Regions from separate parts of the Lactuca sativa genome. Here region 2 is linked to region 1. Evidence: chromatin contacts called from public Hi-C data. All regions are on one chromosome and are shown on one strand. The core of a region is the stretch at or near the end of the contact, and the rest is flanking DNA. Distances in the headings are between cores, read along the strand shown.

Region 1 (4,998 bases), core at 1,477-3,976:
TGACAAATTAATATAAAATAACATTTTTTTCATTTTTTTTTCTCTATAATACGTGGTAAAAAATGTATCACCGTTACGCCTTTTGATACTCAAGTTAACCAGAATGCTCCACGTGTAGGAGCTAGCCATGTCAGCCAAAGTGCCAAACACCCTTCCAGATGACACTCACCGAAGTTAGGAAATGGTGTTCACTACACACTTACCAGGAGGAAAAAAAAAAGATAGAGGGTGGAAGAAGAGTGAAATAGAGAGAGGGAGTCTCTCCCTTGTGATTGTTTGTAGCATAACTCACGTCAATTCACTCCACTTGCATCTCACTAGGTATAAGAAATGGTATTTCAGTGGTCTACTAGTGACTTGGTTGCCACATCAACTCATAGACCACTCCGTATAGTCTCACTTCACTAGGTATAAGAAATGGTATTTCAATGGTCTACTAGTGACTTGGTTGCCACATCAACTCATAGATCACTCCGTATAGTCTCACTGATGTTCTTGGTGTGTTGATTATGTGACAAAGTCGTGGTCATTGTATGCATACCATAATAATGTGGGATGAAAAATTGTAGTATTTTTGGTAATGATGTTGCAAGCATACCAAAAAATATTTCTTACAAAAGTACTTTTGTTTCAAATAAACTTTACCATTGTGAAAACATGATTTTTAGTAAAATAATATATTTCTATCGACTTAAAAAAAGGATCTTATCTCCATCACGAACTGCAAAAAAAGTCAAATAAATTCAGTTATACAATCTCCAGCTCCATTAATTCCCGCGTCACCATTTGACTATTCTCAAGGTTACACCTTTAATTTAACATTTCCCATTTTAAAACATTTTTTTATCATTTAAATTCACACGACCAGAACATTATCAAAAGTCCACTACTAAATATCTGTAACGAAAAGCCATAATTAATGTAAGATGAAATGTCACAAACTTTTCCTACTCATCATCTGATGTGCTCAGCACATAAATAATTCCAAACAAACTAAATAAAATAAAATAAAACTTAACATCACAATCATGAATCTCATCAGAGAAAGTATGTGAATTTCATCATGAGTTATTTTCTTTTAGGATTTAAGGTGATAAATATAAAGTTTAAAAAGAAGAAATTAAAATATCCTTCACAATGTGTACATAGAGGATTGATTTTCTTTATAACTAAATCAAAACCTATTTCTCCCCTCCCCTGTTTTCTATTTTATCATTTACAAGAATATTAGTTAATTAAAATTTAAAGTAAAATTACTAACTCATATCATATATCTTAATATCATATGGAGATGTTAAGATCGATTCGTGGTTTCTTCATGGATGTAGGTGAAGGAACAGTCATATTGCAACGAGGACATCTAGGGTTGCTACGTGAAATAAGCACATACAGCAAGCAACTAGGGCATCCAGCAGCATAAGCCTGAGAAGATCGTTCGTTATCATCATCATCATCGATAATCATGGTTTCTTTCATGGAGGATGAAGAATTTGAGGTAGGAGATGAACATGACTTTGAGGTTGAAATTGAAACTGATCGTTTCTTGAATGTTTCTCTTTCTGCTCGTTCAAGTGCGAATTTGACTTTATCAAGAGTGCAAACACTTCTGTAAGCAGGAGGTGATGATGATGATGATGATAAATTGACAAGGTTGAGATCTAAGCTTGAATCATCGAACAGGTTTAATGGTTTTTTTGAAGATGGAGGAAAGTTGAGGTCCTGAAGCTTTGATACTGTTTGATCGTTGTGGTTCTGGTTTTGATCCGATGATGAAGAAGATGTGTTGGGTGATTTGCATCTCTGGAGATAAACTTTCCCTGACTGAAAAGTAATTCATCATCAGTTTGAATCGATTACATGAATAAAAAAGTAAGTATATTTGGCATTAATGGAATCAACAAATGGATAACTACAGAGTTATTACTGCATCAGAATTCAGAAACAAGTACACATCAATGACTGCCATTAATGTTGCATTCCTAACAATCTGCCCCTACTAATTACGAACTACACTTTCCAAACGTTTTTATATTAATAAATTGGAGTGCATCATTAATTGCTCTTCAAACCTTGTTCATACATGCACAGAAATGAATGACTACAAACAATTCATATAATTTTAGAATCCATAATTTAATGAAAACGATCGTTCCTCATTCCACATGAAACATTTACCAATACCTTTTTTAAATTACCACGAAATAGAAAACCAATCGTCTCTGTTAAATTAGGTCAGAATTCATTCCAATTGGTATTCATATCAGCAAAAATGGCATGATTAACAAAACAAAACAAAACGATGATTAATGATCGATTGATAAATTAAAGATAGAGAGCTAGAACTTAAAAAAAGCTTGAAGTAGAGTAAAATTAGGTCTGAATTCTGAAACAAGTAAAGTAGATATAATTCACCTTTAAATCGAGACGTTTTTCAAATCCGGAAGGAACATGTAAGTCGAGGTCCAGTTCCTTGGAGGAATCATGGTCGCAACCACCACCGCCTCCGAGCAAGTCACGAGTAATAAGAGCCGTTGATTTAGAATCATTCATTATTCCTTGCTGCTGATTCATTATCGTACACAGATATGTTACGTCGGTGACCATTCCTTTTCCAATGAAGCTAAACAAACAGGTCGGAGAGATACGGCGGAGATAGGGCGGAGGAAGTTGAAGATAGGGCGGAGAGAGAGAGAGAGAGGGATTGAATTTGGGAATGAATAATGTAGTCCGTTACATGTGTCTATATAGGGGAGGGTGGAAGAGAGGAGACCATAATTATTGCTAGTAAATTTGCAATTAATGAATACCTTCTCCCTCGTATTATTATTATTGATCAAATATTAAAATCTACTCCAACCATTAACTACATTAGATATGTTTTTTATTTTCGTAATAAAGTATAACACATCATCTATAAATATAACATTTAACACCTATAACATAATAAAAAAAATTAATAATAAATAAATGTAATACGTGACAAAATAATCGTGCTAATTAACGGGTTAAAATGAGTTTGGGTTACAATAAATAATTTAATGTACTACTTGAAGCATGCCGGTTTGTATTGATAGAGGTACATCTAATATGTAATATAGACTTAGTATGTTAATCAAGACTAATGATTTGTGGGTGAGTGGGGTGTGTGTTGGGAGGGGGGGGGGGGGGGGGGTGGGGGGGGGGAGGGGGGGGGGGGGTTCTTGGAAATTAAACTATATGGTATGACTTTTTCATATTTCAAGTTTTCTCAAGTTTTCTCAATGGGACCTAAAATTTAAGTTGTGGTTATTAAAATAAGAGTCGTTCCATCTTTTGTGACTTTAGATTAAAACATAAGTGATGGTCATTTGTGAGTTTTTAGAAGTATTAATGTTTTTCCTTATTTTCATCTGAATGATTCTTGAGAGAAGAATGAGAGAAATTATTTGTTTTTAAGGAACAAATGTGATTTTATTGTTGGATATTTTGATCTAGTTGAACTGTTGAACTCTTCGCTCAAAGGACCCTCCTATGATATATTCCTTGATTATATGCTTAACATGAGTTCCAAGGTTTAGAAATGGTGAAATCTTCATGAAAGAATTAAGTGGTTCAAGTAAAGTTAGTAAGGTGATAGAACCTAGATTACAATATCTTATATTCACTCAACTAAAGAAACCCATATCAGTTAAGAGTGAAGCTTCTTTTCGAGTTTTAAACTTCATCCATAGAGAATGAATATTTTGATTCTTGTTAATTAAATAATTTGTGATATAAAAGGGTTAGGTAAATTTTTTGAACTAGTTTACTATGTGAGTGGCATGTGTAATTCTAAATGGGGATTGAAACACTTTATGGTACAATTCAAGGTTTATTTTTTTTTTGGATACACCTTTGATTATTAATTGGTTTCCACTGATTTTTTTTCTTTGTACAATATCTAACACCCTACATCTTATCATATTATTGATTATCATATTATTGATTAGCAAACAAAAATATAATATTATTGTAAATTGTAATAATGTAATGTCCAATAAGAAAGCCATGTCCACCATACAATAAAAATGTAAACTACTCCAAACATGGGTTAAAAAACCATCACAATGTCATTGATAAGTCAATATAAATAAAGTTATCCATGATCTAAGAATTTAGATTAATAAGAAAGCCATGTCCACCATACAATAAAAATGTAAAGTAGTCCAAGCCATGGGTTAAAAAAACCATTACAATGTCATTGAGAAGTCAATATAAATAAAGTTATCCATAATCTAAGAATTTGGATTTTCTAGACATGAAGATGAGTCATGTATGTATATCAAAGCTAGTGGGATTATTCACGCTTTCATGAGAACATAAACATGATAACTACCTATGTTGCACCTGCGATCTGGCCAATTCTTGAATTCTTCCTGTCATCCAAAGGAAACTCGACCGAAACTGACGAAACCTCATTAAGAAAACTCCATAACCCCTAGCACTTTGACGATAGCCTGCTACCCTTTCCTTCCTGCAAGAAAGACCGAACCAATAGCCCTACATACTTGAACCGTATATTCTTCTAAAATACAACGTAGAAACCTGAAGTCAAACTGTTTCATGAACCTCTAATCAAAATACCTGGTTCTCCCCCAGTTAGGGTTTATACTACCACCGACTGTTGTCCACAATTATCTAAATCTTGAACCTACCCAACTGATATATTTCATCCTTGATTTCTAGAGTGCCTAAAACAAAAGAAATGAACCTTTATGATAACTATCAGCCAACTCCAAGGAAACTCTGAATCTCAGATGGAGACCTCAAAACCTCCCACTACATAAATTCCTTGATCTTGTTTGTGCCGACCAAGATGCCATTTTGGTTGACGAGGTATCCAAAGAACCGAACTTTCACGCAACCAAGACTCGCATATGAAGAATTTGGCATATAACCTCTCCATCTTCACAACTTCAAGAACATCTTGTTGGTGTTCAAGCAATAACTATTACAAACCCAATAAAACACTAATTCTTT
Region 2 (4,869 bases), core at 1,738-4,237, 350 kb before region 1:
CATAATTTTGAAATCCTTTGCGTATTTGGTCCATGTGCTTTATTGAAAATCGTGGGTTCGGTCCAAATTATTTCTTTTGGAGTAAATTAATTTTAGGTCCCTGAGTTTAGCTGATTTTTCAATTTTGGTCCCAAAAAATTTTCTCTTAACAATTTTTGTTCTTATTTGAGGTTTTGTAACGTTTTGGCCCGTGTTCCAAGTTAAATGACTGTATTTTGGGGACCAAATTTGCAGAAATCAGCAATACTCAGGGACCAAATATAGTCATTTAGTGAAAACACAGATCAAAAACATCGCACGAACTTCAAATAAGAACCAAAATTGAAAAAGAACACTTTCCAGGACCAAAATTTTTAAAATCAGCTATACTTAGGGACCAGAAATGTAATTTAGTCTTTCATTTAAGACTAGCATTTCTTTGTCAGAGAGACTAAATCCTCAACAAAATGCAAACATAAGGACAGCTTCAGGAACATTTCAAAAAATGGACCAAACTTGCGATTTTGAGTAAAGGAAGAGGACCAAACTTGTAATTTACTATAAGATCTATAAAATATATATAGAAGCAAGCACATGAATAATTACCTCAACAGAATCAGGATGTAAATCACAATCATGGGCTTTTACAAGATTAGCAATAAGTTGAACAGCCTCCACGGTAACTTCACCACCATGTTTTCCCTCATTTGTGAAAAGTGACTTAATTGTGTTGCAACACAGTTTTCTGTTCACATGTGTAGTACCATTTTGATGAGCCAAAAGAAAAAGGGTAATAACGGAAATACAAAAAACAACATAAAAAGTCAAAGTAAAAAACCTTATGACATCATCTGTGGAGCTTATATTCTTCATAACAATTCCCAACAAACTTTCACAAAAATTGAAACGTGGGTTTGCCTCCAAAAGTGTACAAATGCAACGAATGGCTACACGTTTAAAACCAGCTACTTTTTCTAATCCCATTAACTTTTGAAGGTATGCCTATTGATATTCAACCAAATAAAACATTATTATTTATAATAGGTTAATAACCATAAATAGCTAAAAACAATGTGTATCAAAAACTCAAAATCAAACCTTGTACACAGTTAGAAGTGTGGATTCATAGAAACGGGTTTTCTTGACATCCTTTGACACAACCATTGCTAGCTCTTTATCAGTAGGTAGCCTAATTCGGTTTCTGTTTTCCACAATGATAGATAGTTAGAGATTAAAATAACATTAATACAAGCTAATAGCATTTATAAATTTATAAATAAATATATTATATACCCAGGGATGATGTCTTTGAAAACAGCTAGCAAAGATTTTAGACCTAGTATTGATATAGCTGGATCTCCATCTTTACATAATTGCAGCATTTCTTTTAAAGATTTTATATTGCCTTCAGGATCTGTGAGCATTGATGTTCCAAGCTCAGCAAGCCTAAATTTCTTCTTCTCATTGGATTCTTCAACTGAGAGATCTTTTTCCACCTCAGCCTAGATAATAAAATATATATAAAATAGTTACATGATTGAAGGGTTGAAACAAGAGAAACAATTTATAGCAAATTAAGTTACCAAAACTTCAGCTTGAGAGGTTTGTTGCACTTCCTCCACTTCTGTTACTGGTGTCCCTTGTTTCTTTGCCTCTTTCCTCGACTTTTTAAGTTTCGCCCTTTTTTCTGCTTTTGTCAACTTCATAACACCATTGTCATGGGCTATATCATCATTTTCACCCACAGTTTCATCCTCGATTTGTGCATTCTTAAAATTATTTGGGCCCTTTGACACTACATAAAAATGTGAAACAGAAAAGTCTAAAAATCTTGATTCTTAATTTACCAATGTGTAAAAGCAATGCTAAGATCCAGACTTCCAGTTACCTTTTCTGTAATAGACTTCTCCATCTAAGGTCTTAACTGGGAGAGCATCTACAGGATCAACTTCAAGTTGTGTATTGTCAGTAGCTAATGACTTTTTCCTCGATCGTTTTTCATACAAAGACTCAAGAGCATCTTCTTTCACATCAGCAACACGATTGATATGTCTATAATGAATAAAATTATTAAATGAAACAATGAGCACATGTTATGAAAGCATAAAGACTGAACGTGTTTAGTTATTCACCTAGTAATTGACTGGGTATCCAGTTTTGATACAAAGCCAGCATACTCTTGGTTTTTATTGACAAAATCTAAGTCCTCATCTGAGACTTCAATTTCATCCTCAGGCACATCTGGTGGAAGCTCTGGTGGTAGCACCACTTTCTGTTTCTGTTTCTTCTTCCCCATTATTTGATATGGCGTTAAATTGTTGTCTTAATAGTCCTTCACAAAAGAATCAGCATACTAGTTTCAGTTTCAGTTTCAGTTTCATGTAGCCTCACTGAAATTGGTTACAGTTTTAAAACAGCTGTAATAAAGATGCAAATGTTGCATATAATACCTATAAAGTTCAATGTGGTTGGTTATCAATTACATGTTGAAGATTCGTCGAAATAACACCAAGCATAAGAGTAATCTAAACAAATATTGTCCTTTTCCTTAACTGAGCTTAAGGAAATACACTAATTGAGTTGACAAAGAACAGCTGGGTAACTAATTGTTTCGTAACCATTATTCAGCATATAAACATAACGAACAGATTAATTGAAGAATAATCACGAAACAATAACAAAACTCAAACATAAGCAATCATACAAACACCCAAACTTAATCATAAAATGGTACAGTTTGTAGTAGTAAACCCAAAGCATGAAAACCAACCGAGTTCTCGTATCAAATCGAAGTTCTGAAATCTTTTCGGTGCGTTTCGTGAGTAGCTGTAGCGAAGAAATGAAGACGTACCTGTTAATGGCGGGGGTTCCTCGACGGAAGAATCGGAATTGGGGTTTAAGCAAAACCCCCAAATCCAAAAACTAACAATAATAAATACGTTAACCTAATATACACATGTAAAGTCCAATGGGCCAAATTTTGATGCTGGGTGGGTCCATCGATTTGGTTATGGATCCAAACAACAAACTTTTATATGGTTCGGGCCAAAATTTTCTTTTTTCTGTCAAATATGATTATAGAGATTATATTGGACTTTGTTTTTAGTAGAGCGTTTAAAAACTTGTAAATTTTTAAATACTTAACGAATGAAGTGGACAATATGATCTCTCATTTTGGGCTTAAACATCCAACCTTTTGCAATAGATATGAAGGTCGGATATTAAATTAATGTTTCAATAAGTATAAATGTATAATCCTTATAAATGATGAAATTTATTAAATAGTATTTGATAACAAGTGTTTGAGATTTTTTAATGAATATTGATTGCGTCTTTTTAATATTACATATAATATCTCATTCTCAAGATATTCAATGAATTTCCCCTCTTTCATGTGAAACTTCAAATATTTCAATTTATAAAATTGTTGTTTTATTACTACACTCCATCACTTCCTCCAAACATAAGAAATTTTGATTATATTTTAGAATGATTGTTTCATATTTGACGTTACTATGCAAAAGGATAAACACGTTTTTATCTGTTTTAGGAGGAATCTGATATTAAAGATGGCATATCTTAGTTGTGGAGTAAAATCATTGGCTTGATTATTTTAACTTTTTTTATAGGATTGTGTATCGTTGATTGAATATGAGTTGATGGAATTGTTTTTTGTTGCCATTTATTACATTTAATTGTTTTATACATTTTATGAAATTGGAGCTTCTTGTTGTTGGATTTATCTTTTGCTTTGTGATTATTTGTACCAGTAATCATTTGTTTGTATATTTCGCTTTGGGTTTTAATTTTCAAATAAATCTACTCAGTTTGCAGTTCTTAGAGGAACAAGCATTTATGATCCAGATAATTTCTTTAAGTTAAGGTATTATTTCTCAATTTCTCTGCATATCATTTCTCAATTTGACTGTTTGTGCGACTATGTTTATGTTGCAATCTTTCATATTAATGGGTCAATTATGAAATTCTTGGTTATATGCATGCTTAGTGGTGGTTTGAGTTTCATTGTGTTAGGTTTGGTATATATTTTCATTGGAGATAATGTCCAAAGTCATTAACTATTGGTAATATTTCTAAATAATAATTATCTCCTTTTTGGTTGACCTCATGACACAATTAGCAATAAGGAAATGAAAAAAAAAGTTATTAATTTATTAAGTAATTAATAAATTAAAAGAGAATTATTTTCGTAATTAGCTAAAAGGATTTAATTAATTAAAAGGCTTGAATATTAATTAGTTCTAAAGATTAATTAGAATATTCTAGAAGCCTCTTTGAAGAAGATGGAATGGAATTAAGGATATATATTCTTTTATATGATGGGTTTTGATAAGGATAAGGATTATCCTTAGGAATCTGACTGGCTTAATGATTTAACTGGAGCCTATAAATAAAAGGCTTAGGATCAAACCCAAGGGCATCCTAACTCCTAATTTCCGTTCACCTTCTATCCTATATCTCCATGAGGTCAAAATTTATATCCTCTCTCTTAGGATATAGAAATTTCGACTTATTCCTCATTGGGATTTTCCTTGTTTGCTTATTAGAGTCTTGGTTCTGACTACATTAAAGGGATTCTCCTTTGGATCCTTCATCATTTGCAAGAGTTGTCAGTTACATGGTCTAAAGATCAAGAGGTTAGTGTTCTTACCTTTCTTTAGTTCGATTTCAAAGTAGGTTGCTATAATTAGTAAAACATAGATCCTAGGGTATATACATATAGGGATTTTATTTTTATTTTCGATGCCTTGATCATGTGTATAGATGCATAGAAAACTGAATAATTCTTGCATTTTCAAAAGCTATGAGGCTGAATATCAAAGCCATTTTTTGCTCATTGAATTAGTAACTACTCAAATTAGTTGTAAATTT

What was found. Hi-C and Micro-C count contacts between places; a contact is called where the count stands out from the background.
Region 2: a Hi-C map of leaf shows a contact between it and region 1, with 6 times the contacts expected there. The contact joins the promoter of LOC111884956 here to the promoter of LOC111884965 in region 1. A contact is called at or near these places in 2 of 4 Hi-C or Micro-C datasets (leaf and seed).

The regions. Positions count from the first base shown.
Region 1 is chr7:199,311,425-199,316,422 of Lsat_Salinas_v11, reverse strand. LOC111884965 reads right to left here and starts at 2,726. Exons shown (of 2, transcript XM_023881273.3): 1 at 2,413-2,726; 2 at 1,049-1,821. The coding sequence starts at 2,604. The coding sequence ends at 1,282.
Region 2 is chr7:199,663,075-199,667,943 of Lsat_Salinas_v11, reverse strand. LOC111884956 (nucleolar complex-associated protein 3) reads right to left here and starts at 2,987. Exons shown (of 13, transcript XM_023881259.3): 1 at 2,831-2,987; 2 at 2,112-2,311; 3 at 1,868-2,031; 4 at 1,563-1,774; 5 at 1,273-1,481; 6 at 1,078-1,180; 7 at 818-981; 8 at 586-724. The coding sequence starts at 2,275.